Linked DNA regions of Zea mays: region 1 is linked to region 2. The links are chromatin contacts, called in public Hi-C maps. All regions are on one chromosome and are shown on one strand. Each heading gives the region's core, a stretch centred on a gene start, on an enhancer-like site or on the middle of the called end of the contact. The rest is flanking DNA. Distances are from core to core; before and after follow the strand shown. Region 1 has its middle 6.5 kb from the start of LOC103646855. Region 2 has its middle 57 kb from the start of LOC100281162.

Evidence for each region. Hi-C and Micro-C count contacts between places; a contact is called where the count stands out from the background.
Region 1: a contact with region 2 is called in a Hi-C map of ear, with 3 times the contacts expected there. The contact joins two enhancer-like sites. A contact is called at or near these places in 2 of 25 Hi-C or Micro-C datasets (ear and leaf).

What each region holds. Positions count from the first base shown.
Region 1 is chr2:113,211,474-113,217,880 of Zm-B73-REFERENCE-NAM-5.0, reverse strand. No RefSeq gene overlaps it. Among protein-coding and RNA genes, the nearest start is that of LOC103646855, 6.5 kb to the left of the region's middle. Within about 2 kb of position 4,655, at least 16 of the 20 cell types and tissues checked have an H3K27ac peak or open chromatin away from gene starts, as enhancers often do. A contact at or near this core is called in ear and leaf, where this site is marked.
Region 2 is chr2:112,819,098-112,825,962 of Zm-B73-REFERENCE-NAM-5.0, reverse strand. No RefSeq gene overlaps it. Among protein-coding and RNA genes, the nearest start is that of LOC100281162, 57 kb to the right of the region's middle. Within about 2 kb of position 3,407, at least 14 of the 20 cell types and tissues checked have an H3K27ac peak or open chromatin away from gene starts, as enhancers often do. A contact at or near this core is called in ear and leaf, where this site is marked.

The DNA.
Region 1 (6,407 bases), core at 3,406-5,905, 390 kb before region 2:
GTTTATCTTGGCCAAAATAGTCTCTGGAAAATACTGGTTTATCTGGTTTTCAGGCTGGTTCAGATGGTTTTCAAATACCAGCTCAGCTGGTTTTCACCCTAGTCCACCTTTCTACACAAGTCTGTGTGCAGTTTTTTGAAAACCAGCTCAGCCGGTTTTGGCTCCGGTCCACCCACCTACTCAACCAGCCACTGAACCAGAATTTAGTCTGCTGGAAACCGGTTCAGCCGATTTCAAAACTGGCTCAGCCGGTTTTGAGCAGAAAAGTAAAAACGGCTAGTTTTGGAGCCCCACCTATATATACTCACTCCTACCTCTCTCCCCCTTAGCAGAGCACGACTCAAACTTCATTCCTAACCTGAGAAACACCTCCCACCCTCTCTCACAAACCTCTTGCCTCTCCCATTTCAAATCATTGGAGAGAAGTCTTTGAGTGAGATTGAAGAGCTGCGATTTTTGTGCTTCATCTCTAAATCCTTCTTGTTCTTCTTGATTCGAGCTTTAGTACAACATTGAGTTCTTTGTGGATTCATTACTCTTGGAGCTTCTAGCTCCTAGACGACTAGGTGTCTCTTGTGAGTCTCCAAATCTTGTGGAAAATCACAAGAAAGTTTGTATTACCCGCTCTTTTGAGCAAAGATTAGTGTGTGGGCTTGACCTTTGTGGTCGGCAAAGGGAGGATTAGGGTTTAAAGAGACTCGGCTCTTTGTGGGCGCCTCAATGAGGAAGTAGGGCACCTTGGTGGTGTGACCGAACCTCGGAATAAATCTTGTGTCTTTTGTGTTCTTGCTCATTGTGTTTGTTCGTGTTCTTCGTTCTCTCACCATTCCGTGGAAGATTTGTTTATATCTTTTTGGTGTGTGGATTTTGAGAAGTGCCCTTCTCAGATCTACTACTTTGAACCTTGTGGATCATCTAGAACATTTCATTTCCAAAGTTAACTGGGTGAATTTTGAGACCAATTTAGTTTTATATCTCATTATTTAGTTGAGCTCGTGCAAACCGGTTGAATCGGTTTTGACACCGACTGAACCAGTTTTACCTAGTTTGTTTCTAATTTTTGTTGGAAAAATTTCTGATTGCCTATTCACTCCCCTCTAGACAACTTTCAATTAGTATCAGAGCCTAATCCTCGTTCTAACGCTTAACCGCGTGACGAAAAAATCATGTCGGGGGGACTAAGAAACGAAAGTGCTTCTAAGCTTGAAAAAGTTGAGTTTGCCTCGACTTCATCTTTTGGTGCAGATGTTGATCCTAGGGCAATAGAACTTGCCATGAGAATCACCGAAAGGATGTTCCTCAAAATGAAGGAAGATGAGGCGAAGAACAAGATTGAAGAAGAAAATGATCGATCAAGACCAAACGACGAATCCACCTCTTCACAAGGTTCGTCTTTCAAATCCACTTCTTATATGTGCCTTGTCGCTAATGGGAGTGATAGTGAAAGTTAAAGTGAGGATGAGGATGAACATGAAAGTGATAGTGAAGATGAGAATGATCTTCAATAATTCTTCGCTCAACTAAGCAAGAAGAACCGGATGAGCTTGCTCAAACTCATGAAAAGAGCGGAATGACAAAAGGAAATGCTTCATAAGCAAGAAGATATCCTCATTTAAAATATCAAAGACTTGGAGAAGTTGACCAAAGAGCATGAGAAGCTAAAGTGCTCTCATGATGATTTGGTCCAAAGGTACGAAAAGATTTCAATTGAGCAAACTAGTTTTTCAAATGCTTTATCATGTGTTGCTAAATTATAAAAAGAAAATATTATGCTTAAGAACACGATAGAAAATCTAAATATTGAAAATCTAGCTTTGCAAGAAAAACATGATATGTTTGTGTGCTCTCATAATAAATTTATGGATTCACATATCATGTTAGAAATGGCTCATGAGGTTATGTTAACTAATTTGAAATCATACCAACCTCACATGTGCACATGTGTTGAAATTAAAACTATATTACCATGTGCTAACAATTGTTGTTATCAAGCAAGCCAATCTTCCATTGAGCTAAAAATTTCAGGAATTAGTGATATTTCTATCACACAAGAAAATAAAGAGCTCAAGGAAGAAGTTGGAAGGCTAAGAAGGTGCTTAACTCTTTTGAAGGGAAAGTGTCATGCTCAACCTTCTCACGATAACCGTGATAACATGGTCAAGAAGCTTGAGAAGGGGACAACCGTAGCATGCACAAACCCTCTTCAAAAGAATGCTAAGTTCCCCAAGAAAGGAATGAGCAAACATCAAGAGAAGAAAGCCAAAGCTCATGACAAGTGCCTCAACCACGCCTCCACATGCTCCACACAAGGTAACAAACAAGCCACTCTTCCAAATAAAAGAAGATGCACTAGAAAGTGTTATCAATGTCATGAGAAGGGACATGAGATTAAGTCATATCCTTACATAAAAGATAGTGGCTTAACTTTAGAAAGAAATAGGCTCACTAACCATGTAGCAAACAAGAAGCAAGGCAAGGAGTCTTGCAAAATTAAAAATCATATTTGCTACACTTGCCGAAGAAAGAAACACCTTTGCAAGGATTGTCCCATGAGAAAGTATCCTAAGCCTACCATGTCAATTCATTCATATTCGCTTAGGAGACCCAAAAATGACACTTGTGCTAGAAAGGTAATTAGTTCACCTAAAACTAGCACAAAGGCCATTTGGGTGCCTAAGTATTTATTAGCTAACCTTGGTGGACCCATCCAAAAATGGGTACCAAAATGTACTTAATAAGTTTTGCAGGTACCCAGAGATGATATGAAGCTTTGGGAGTGCTTGAGCAGTTTAACTCAATTCTTATCTCAAGCTATCGATCTTACATTGTCTATCCTTTAAGATTGACCCAAAGATGAATTGAGTTGTTATATCACTAACTTCATATTCATCTCTAGCAAGAACTTGTGTTGTTGGGAATAAGGATTAACCTTTGTGGGAATCAAGCAAAAGGCCTACAACTAAGGGATATACAAAGGATTGTAACAATTAAATCTTAAAGGTTTCTAAATAGGAAACTATTGTTTGTGTTTCCAATGCAATCTATTTTAATGTAAAGCCCTAAAATTTGTATAAAGTAAAAATAATAAAATAAATACATGTATTTATAAAAGTGTTTTGGGAAATTATTTGATTTCCTTTACTTTGTGCATACTCGCTTAAGGGAAGTAAAACAGTCAAATAACAAATAAATAAATACATAAATATGCATTTCATGCTGGGGGTTCTTGTATTTGTGCATTAGTGTTTAAATTCGCGAGACAAGTTTAAGTTAAAAAAATAAATTAGAAATTAAATGAAGAAGAAATTTAATTATTTAATGAGGTGAATTTATTATACGATTGAAGCATTTTAAGAGATAAGAATAATAAATAAGTAAAACAAAATTATGGATTGCATTCATGCTGAGTTCTTTTTGTTGTGCATCGATGTGTGAGTGCAAAAGTCAAAACAGATTTGAATTGAATTTGAATCTAGAAATGAGAAACCAAAAATAAATAAAAAAAATGGGTACCTGCGTTTGGGCCAACTTTGGCCTAGTTAACCGCGCGACTGGCGGCTCAACTACCTCCTTTCCCTTGCCAGCCCACTCGCCCGTACAAGCCGATCCCTGTCGACTCCAGCCGTCCTCACACACTGACAAACGGGACCCTTGGGGCATCCAGTTATGCTGCCGGTATCTCGTCTCCAGCACTCTGGCAAGTGGGACCGCGGTGCCAGAATCATCTCCCTCACCAGGTTTGTTGGGATTTTTCGCTACTTTCCTTAACAACCGGTCTGCCAGCCGTGCATCCTGGTGCCTTATTGTTTCGTTTATAAGTATAGACCACAGCACCCTTGGCCAATCCCAAGCCCGCTACCGAGAGAGAAGCTACAGTGTTCACCACCGGGGGGCTGTCCATCAATTCGCCATCGGCGCGTTGCCAGACGTCAGGCGTGCGTCAACGGAGGAGAGAGAAAGAGAGATATAGAGCGCCACCAAGGATCTCAAGCTGGCCGAAGACCCTGCGCTCCGAGCTGAATCCATCACAAGGAAATTACTGCTGTCGCCATGCAGAAAGTGAGCACCGGCTCATGTTGAGGGATTGGCCAGGTATCGCCATGGATGCTCTTGGAGCCGTCAATGCTTCTGGTCCGCTCGGCCGATCTGATGGCAGGTGGTGACTGGGGCGAATCACATGTGCGTCCTGACCATGGTAGTGGCAGTGACAGGCATGGAAAGGCCTGGTTTGCCGGACGTTTGCTTGCCGATGATCTGGTGTTGTTGGCCGTGCACCTGTGCGCCGCGGGGAGGAATAATCCACGTGCCAGACACCAGTATGTCATGCTCCCTCATGCTCTTCATGTTCTCCGCGTGTTGTAGCAGTAATAGACATCGAATCCGTGGACCTGTGGCTCGGCATGGCCTCACCGGCCATGGCGCCGTCGTGGCTAGCCTTTGGCCGCTGGTGCCTTCGGCCGGAAACGGAAGAAGACGATGCCGTGGCCGCAAGATCTGAATTGGACGACCCTGATTAGATCCTAGGATAACCCTTCGTCATATTAAATCCAAACCACCAGTCTGGAATCTAGCGGATCTGGTTGGGTCTGGGAGATGGGGGTGTTTTGGCCGTTGGATCTAGATCCAAGGCTCTGCGTTATGCACCGAATCGATGTAATGAGCTTTTAATCTGGTGCGTGGGTGATGGATTGGACGGTTCTGGTCGAAGCGTACCCCTTCGACCGTGGTGAACTTACTAAAGAGACCCTGAAGTTTATGTTATTCAACCCGCCATCCGCATCGGGGGGAAACACTTAGAACTGAGTCCCAAAATTTTATAAAACGAACCCTGTCCTCCTGGAAATAGTAATACCAGTCCAGAAAACATTAAATAGATCTAGAAAATGGCTTATAGTGTAAAAATAAGTATAAAATCTTAGGAAATTCATATCCTCTCCGTTTCTACTCCAATTCGACCCGTTCAAATTGCGTTGGACTCGTATTAATATTGCCTACACCACAATAACATTATTTTACCATGTAACATGTTCTCGAAAATAATTAATTAATTTGTCCAACCTATGGTTATTGAATTAACATGTTTAATCTGAGTTAATATAGGATTTTAATTATGATCATCTACTAGAATATGATTTTGTTGTAACTAAGATTAAAAGTTGAGTTAGTTACATCCTTTCTCACATGATTTATCTTAATCACCATAATATATAGTTTTATTGATTAATCACTTCGAACCCGGTAAAACCATATCTTCTTAACTGTAACTCCGATCTTACTAGTTCTCGAACCCACGATCTCGTTACGACGCGTAGAATATTATTACGCAGTTTACTCTTACGTTTGGTGTGATGTTAATTTTGTGTATACCATGTTTGTTTGTATTGCTACGTTTAGTAGTGAGGTCACGAGTCACCTGAAGAGCAAATTGGTACCTGGAATCTCAAGTCCTAGGAAAGTTGTGCCCTTGATCACTTCTTTTTACCCAGCCATGTTCTGATTAATCATAATGATCTGCATAGGTTAATTTTGATGGGACCCAATAGATTACCCTATTTTGACTATCTTTATACCTTGTTTACCACTGAATTTTTGGGTAGTACCTACTATTGCTTTATGTGGTTTTGGATATAGAGATACATATTATTCATGATTATACTTTTATCAGTTGTTATTTACTATTCATGTTAAGATCATTATGTTAATTAGAACATGGAGACCACTCGAGAAAACAGTGCTACCACAAGGGTGGTATGGGACGCCCTTGGCTGACTAATTTGGAAAGCTAGTGGAGGACTACCTTACCCGAAAGGGGCAAGGGCGGTAGGGGAGTAGTCAGTGTAGGGAGGTCCTTGAGTTGATTTTGCTGCGATGGCGGTCAGACGAGGGTCCCTGCATTGGAGCTTCCTATAAACTGTAGCGAATTTTCTGAAGCTAGTGGAACTTTGTAAAGGCCTCGTAGTGTTACCCTGCCTCGCCTCCTCGGTAGAGGTGTTTGGGATTGGCAGTCTCTTGGCAGATGGGCAACATGACTTGTGGGTAAAGATGTGCAACCTCTGCAGAGTGTAAAACTGTTATACTAGCCGTGCTCACGGTCATGAGCAACTAATTTATGGAACTAAATTCAATTTGTCATATGCATTGCATTGCGGGTGTTGTTATTACTTTTGTTCTACTACTTAATTGGGTTGGTATTTACTTATACTTAGTAATTGCTAATAAAATTTTGACCAACTTTAAAAGTAATGCTCAGCTTCAACCATCCTCTTTGGTAAGCCTTACACTTCACATTAGCTCCCACCTTTGGCGAGTTCATGTACATTATTCCCCACAACTTGTTGAGCGATAAACGTATGTGAGCTCACTCTTGCTGTCTCACAGCCTCACAGGTCAAGAACATGTACCGTAGG
Region 2 (6,865 bases), core at 2,158-4,657:
ACAGCAACCTAGCTGAGTTCAAAATGTGATATCTTCTAGAACATTACATCGAATTGAACGCATAAGTAATCTATGGAAAGATATGATAAATCTCTACATGAATTTCATAGTGATTACAGCTAATCGTCCCCGCAAAAATCTCAGAAACTGCCAACACTACTGATGTCCGCCCGCCACCAAAAATCAGGACAGCACCACTACCAATTCGCCTAGGAGAATGGATAACTAAAAGAAATTGCAGCACAATTACAAAATAAAAACACAAGATCACCTTGAATTCCTCCTTCACCCCTTTCTTCTTCCTCCCACAAAACTTCCAATGGAGACTTGCACCAACTCAAGACGGATCTAAGGGGGAAGAGGTGGCTACACCTTGGAGAGGAGGAAATGGTGAGGACGGCTAGGGTTTGATGGGGAGGAGGGGGCGGCGGCTGCAAATGAGTGGGAGAGGGAGAGGAAGAGATGGTCGGCTGCAAAGAGATGGAGAAGATGGGAGATAGGGGGTCGGCTGCAAGGGAGTGGGGGCTACAAGGGAGTGGGGGTGAGAGGGGCGGTTAGAGTTAGAGAGGAGAGGGGGCCTCCAATCCATAGGATGCGAAATCAACGGCCCACAACCCAAACTCTCCTCTAAGCTCTCGGCCCCAGCGAAAGAATGCCAAAAATCTACCGTTTCTCTGAGATATGCACCTCCTAGAACTCCAAACCCCAATGGCACAGAGCACGAAAGAGGAGGGAAAAGAAATTTAACTTCTTTTCAGAAAATTGGGTATCACAGCTTGAGGCAACTAACATCTAAGGAGTTATTCGTGTGCATCTCATAACCACTTCGGTCAGCATCACTTGCATTCTCCATTGGCTCATCAAGATACAGAGTCTTAAGAACATACTCCTTATTTTTTTGTAGAGAATAACTCTCAAGTTACAATACTAATCATTTCAATTTGTTCTAGTGAGTTTTTCTTTGTCAAGAATCAGTCAGAAATTAAAACCAGTAGGAGAATTAGGTGTCATCACTACAACAAAATAAAAAGCAAGGTTTAGCACTATATTTACTTTAAGCTTTCATGAAACGATTTAACAAAATATTCTTCCACTGCATATTTTGCAATCGTCTTCCCTACAATGACATATAGTGGTCAAACCAAAGAAATCGCTATGAAAATCTCATCATACTGATCAAATCAAGTTGATTTTTAGATATTCCAATTGCCTCTATTTTCTTTGTCAATCATATTGACAATCGCATGAGGTAGAATGATAACAGTACGTCCAACTTGAATTTGTTGTCTTTTCCAACCTAAAAGATACACACTGTTAGCCTAGTTGGTGATTCTAGTCGGTAGTGGCAAGTTGTGTGAGTAGTAAAGAGGGAAAACGAACTGATCTTATATATCGATGGTGATTCTAGCTGGTAGGGGCAAAGAAATTATGCGACTATACTGATACCTACCTCATCTATCTCAATCCATGTTATAACTAAAGTAAAACTAGATCCAATCTACTATACATATCACCTATATACAAATCATCTAGATAAACAATTATGCATGACCTAACTTCGATACCACTATTGGAAAAACGTATATGCTACATACTAGCATATCTACCACGTTGAGCCAAGATAGCATACGAGTAGACAATTATGGGTTGTTATTACTAGGCGTGCAGTGTCGCGGAAGAATACGTCGATGTAGTGGAAGTAGCTGAACGTCCTCGTGTTCATCTGTCATGCTCAAGTTCGTTGTAGATTAACGCCGCAACAAAACAACGTATCCAAGGTATCCATATGTGTGGGGGATGAAATGTTGTGATACCGGTGTGCGCGCGTAATCCTAGAAAGAGAGGCAGCAGCTATACGATGATCTCTTAAGCATGTCAGCCTATTATGGACCCTTACTAATGGGCTTTTACCTAAAGGACTATAAGCGTTCTTATGGATCTTGATTACTTCTTGAATATGGTATTCACGACTCTACGGTGGAGAATGTAAGTATGATTTAGCTACTAGACGACGAATGGTGTCTCCACGATGACAATGCAAGTGGTGCTCACGTACTATTCTATTCAAACACCAAATCTAGTACATAATGTGCGACTTATTTGTCCTTGGCTATACCAAACGCACGCGCATGCAACTTTATAATTAATCAAGCCCTTTCGCGACCCGAAAGATACACACACTCTAGTTGGTTGGCAAATTGTGCGGGTGGTCAGAGGGAAAGTGAATTGATCTTATGCCCTGATGGTGATTCCAACCGGTAGGGAAAAATAAGTTGTACGACTATATCCATAACTACCTCATCTATCTCAATGATACTATAAACGAAACAAAATTAGATCCAATCTACTATACATATCGTCTATATGCAAACCATCTAGATTAACAACTATATGACCTAGTTCATGTACCATGTTGAAAAACGTGCATGCTATGCACTAGCATGTCTACCGTATTCAATCAAAATTAGACCAGTCCAGTGGGTCGGTAGCAGTAGCAGTACCATCCGCCGCGTACGGGTTGAGAAGAACCTTGTAACGAATTTTTTAGCCTTGTTGGTACCTACCTACCACGTCAAATCCAACTTTGTGGCAACTGTGTTTCCAAAAGGGCAATCATTATTAACTCCCTTTCTCCGTTGTTGCAATTTATTAAAAAAGTGTCTTTAATTACATACTGATTGTCGTCTAATTAAGCCACCAGCAGGCTAGCTCCAATAAACAGAAAAGGCACAAGCTAGCTAGTAACGATGGAAATACAGGCAGCTAGTACCAAAAGTGACAAGTCTCATGCATGGTAAGAGCGCGACCTGCTACCCAACTCCAGCTGTTGCGCAACAACACATGCTAATACCCCTGTGTCAAAAACATCCATGAGATCGAGCACGAGCACAAACGCCATCTCCAATAGCCGCCGCTTAATGATCACACGAACTTTGAACCATCTAGGTGATGACAATCAGCCATAACAGCAAGGATATGATCTATTTGAGTCAACGAACGATATTTAGCCTCTTTTCATTTCTTAGGGCCTGTTTGACACCGAAATATTTTTTGCGGTTCTGATAAAATAATGTGGTATCCGAGAAAAACCGAGGTATTATCAGCCATCGGGTGTTTGGTTGGGTTTTGCATACTACGGTTTTAAATAGTACAATACCTTCATAACTATAGTATTTCCGAAGTTTTGGATATTGAACTCGGGACCAAAGTTTTGCCTTAGCCACTACCATCGAGGCCACTCACTTTGTGGACGAAGCTGTCGTCGTGTCCATGGTCACCTCACAACAGCAGCAACTCATATACCAGTCGCAATACGCATCGACCAGGACCGACTACACCATGTACAGGCATGGCACGGCTATGCCACTGTGCTGGGCCGGGCTGGCACAGGCTACATTGGCTACCTAGACCTGGCACGTCAACAATCTCGCGGGTTGAGCCGGGGCCAGGAGCACGGTTAGCCCGGCAGTGTTGTGCCGGGCCCGGGCCATCAAAAGAGAGCCAAATGCACAGAATTACATAAATCACGGAATTACACTTAAGACATGGAAAATCATATAATTATACACATAAGACATCTCAGAATTTCATTGTACACATAAGGCATTTACACATAAATCACATAATTACATTGTACACATAACTACATAAGACAGTCATCTCAACATTTAAAAGCCAAGTAACCATCACAGAACAAGACAATTAGCCAATTAGATAATTAATTTCGAGCCTTAGTGCAATGCTGCCTCATTAAAAACCTTCTTAGGTAAAAACTCATACCTCGTGAGAAAACCCAAGAAAGGAAAAGAGTATAGCCAGCTCCTTATAAAGTTCATAGTCCAGTTCACAGTCCATGTCCATAGGTATTACAAAACAACATAAATAGATATAAAACCAGAAGCATTTCAAGCTTGTCTGGCTCTACAACTTTCTGGTAATGGTTCCTTCCTCCTCCCTACTTGTTCAGGAACAAGTGCCTTGTCCTTCTTAATGCTACTTATTGCAGATCCTCCCTCCATTCCCTTGCTCCCTGGTGATACTTGTTGCTCTAGGTACATAACTTCAAAAGCTGATTCAAGCTCCTTGGTTTCCTTCTCCACAGTATGTTGCTTGTGTTGGTCAGCCTATTCCTAGTCTTTTATGCATGAGAACACCTCCACCATATCCATTGTCAGCCGTCGTCGCCGCTCCTCGAGCACCCTGCTAGGTAGACTGAAAGTGGATTATGAAGATATAGTAGACACAGGGACAGTCATAATATCTCTAGCAAGTATAGAAAGAATTGGGTAAGTCTGATTATGTCGCTACAACCAACTAAGAATGTTGAAATCTGGACCAAACTTAGTCTCATTGTCACTATAAAGGTAAGAAGAGAGCTCGATAGAGAAGATGAACTACCTGTCGGGTACGATAATTAGGGGTACCCAGATTACGCCACTAAAACGCGCTTAAAATCCTAAGGACTCCGTCAAGGTACGTCCTCCGAGAACAATGAACCAAAACTCCGCCTCGCCCGAGATCCCCCTCAAGGGTCTTCCCAAAACTCCGCCTCGCCCAAGCCCTATCTCGGACAGGAAGTAAGCTCGGGAGAATCTCTGTCCCGGCAGAGGCTCCCTCACCCTAGGGCAGCCATGTCCGCCTCGTCCGAGCCCGCCTCAGGCGATAAAGACAAAGCATGCCCGAGGGCCGTTGGGAGACAACCGCATTAAATGCGCACACCTACCTCACGCCGGGCCACAGGTGAATCTTTCAATAGGATCACGGTCTTGTCAAAAGATTCACCAACATCATTACGCGTGCGCACGCCATCTGACAGCCCCTGATGGGATGCGTAATACGACAGGATGCGGACCACACCGCGGACACAAGTTCTGCCTTGCCCAACGCAGAACTCAGCCTCGGGGCTAACTCCGCCTCACCCGTGAATCCTGTGGAAGGCCACTCCGTCGATTGTGGCACGTGTCATCAGATCTCAAGACAAGGCTTGGTCGCAACCTCAGACGGACCTCCGCCTCGTCCGAGCTCGGTTCTTCCCTCGATATCTGTGATAGAGGACATTCCCAATGTCATCAGAAACAGTGGAGCTGACACATCCCACAACATGCTTTTTCCCATGACGGGCACTGTGTCGACCACTACGGTATGGGCAACCCCATGCCAGGGGGCTTGGGTACGTGACCGAGCCCTCCGCCTCGGCCTCGGCTCTCAACAGAAAACAAGCAAGCACAAGTCAACGACAAAGTACAAGCCCATACTGTCTACAAGGTATGAAGACACCCCTTCACAGTATGTAGACAGCTCCAGTCTACGAGGCAACTCTCCCTGGGCCTATAAAAAGGATAGTCCACGACTTTAGGAGTGACATAAGACACACGGCGGGTGAATACTTCATCAGTCTTCTCCTCCACATGGTATTGGCACTTGCCTCAATCACTTCCTAGGACTTGGGGTCCTCCCCTCTCCCACTGTGCTTGTAACCCCTACTGCGAGCAATTTGGTGCAAGTAATATAAGCATCATCCCCCTCTGCTGAAAGTAGGGCCTTTCGTAGCCTAAACTAGGATAAACTGCTTGTGTCAACTCGCATCACCATCTGGGTCTGGGGCACGTGGCGCTATTTGACTGGTTGATTAGGTGCAGGGATCCAAACACCGACACTACCCATACCAAGTGTAGCTGCACCAGCACCAGATACACTACCACTAGCCGAACCAACACTGTAAGTTTCATCATCACCATATATATCATCCCAAGCCTCTGTTGCCTTACCAGAACCAGTACATAGAACTGGTTGAGTACTCAAACAAGCTCCACCAAATTTATTTTCATAAATCTGAAACAATTTAGTTAGTTTGGTATGAATAGATGATGGATATCTACTATAATCAGTACCATTTAGAGAAGATAACCTCTAGAGAACTTTATGAAACCCTCTCACCTTAGCTCTAGGATCAAGAATGAAATCAAATGCAAAGAGACTAGGTATTTCTCTCCAATATTTTAGAAACTTTGATTTCATTTGAACAACAATATTTCTTAACAGTCCATGATTCTCATATGCATTAATATGTCTAGCAATTTTTAGAATATGATGCAACATTAAGGGTGAAGTAGGGTAATAATCACCAGACAGAGCCACAGTACAATCGTAGAATAATTGAAGAAAAGACAACAACTTTTCTGCAATACACCAATGATTTTTAGTCAGTAAAAAAGAACCATCACTTTTGCAAGCATGGTTGGTTTTGATCCAAACAGAAAAAGTTGTTTGATAGGGAACTAGATGCTTAAGCATAAGAAAAGTTGAATTCCATCTAACATCCATGTCTACTCCGAACTTACGAGTACGTACACAACCACTTAGGTAATATTGTTAATAAGAAGCAATGCATTGATTCGAAGAATTGAAGAATGTTATTTCAGTTCTAAAATCTTCAAGATATGGCTGCAAACTTTTCAGACATCTCTTAACAATCAAGTTAATAATGTGGCAATGTCACACCCGGTTTTGGAAGGCAAACCGAATGCGAACTATGTACGTGCCAAGATCATAAACTCACGTACACAACGATTACATAGTTGGACATCATCACACATTGCTCAAAATAAATAACGGAAATAGTACTTTATTACATCAAGATGTCCAAGACATCCACAGAGTCATTAACATAACATTGTCATTAATATTATCAAAGTGCAGAAAAGCGAACGTAGCAGATACGGCCTTCACATGCAGCTGACTGGGGGGGTTGCCACTAACACATCTAGAACTCATCGTAGTCCTGGAACTACTCAAAGTCCTCCATGTTGCCTGTATCTCCTCTTGAGCACTGATTACAGTGGGGACAACCTGGGGTGGGGTGTTT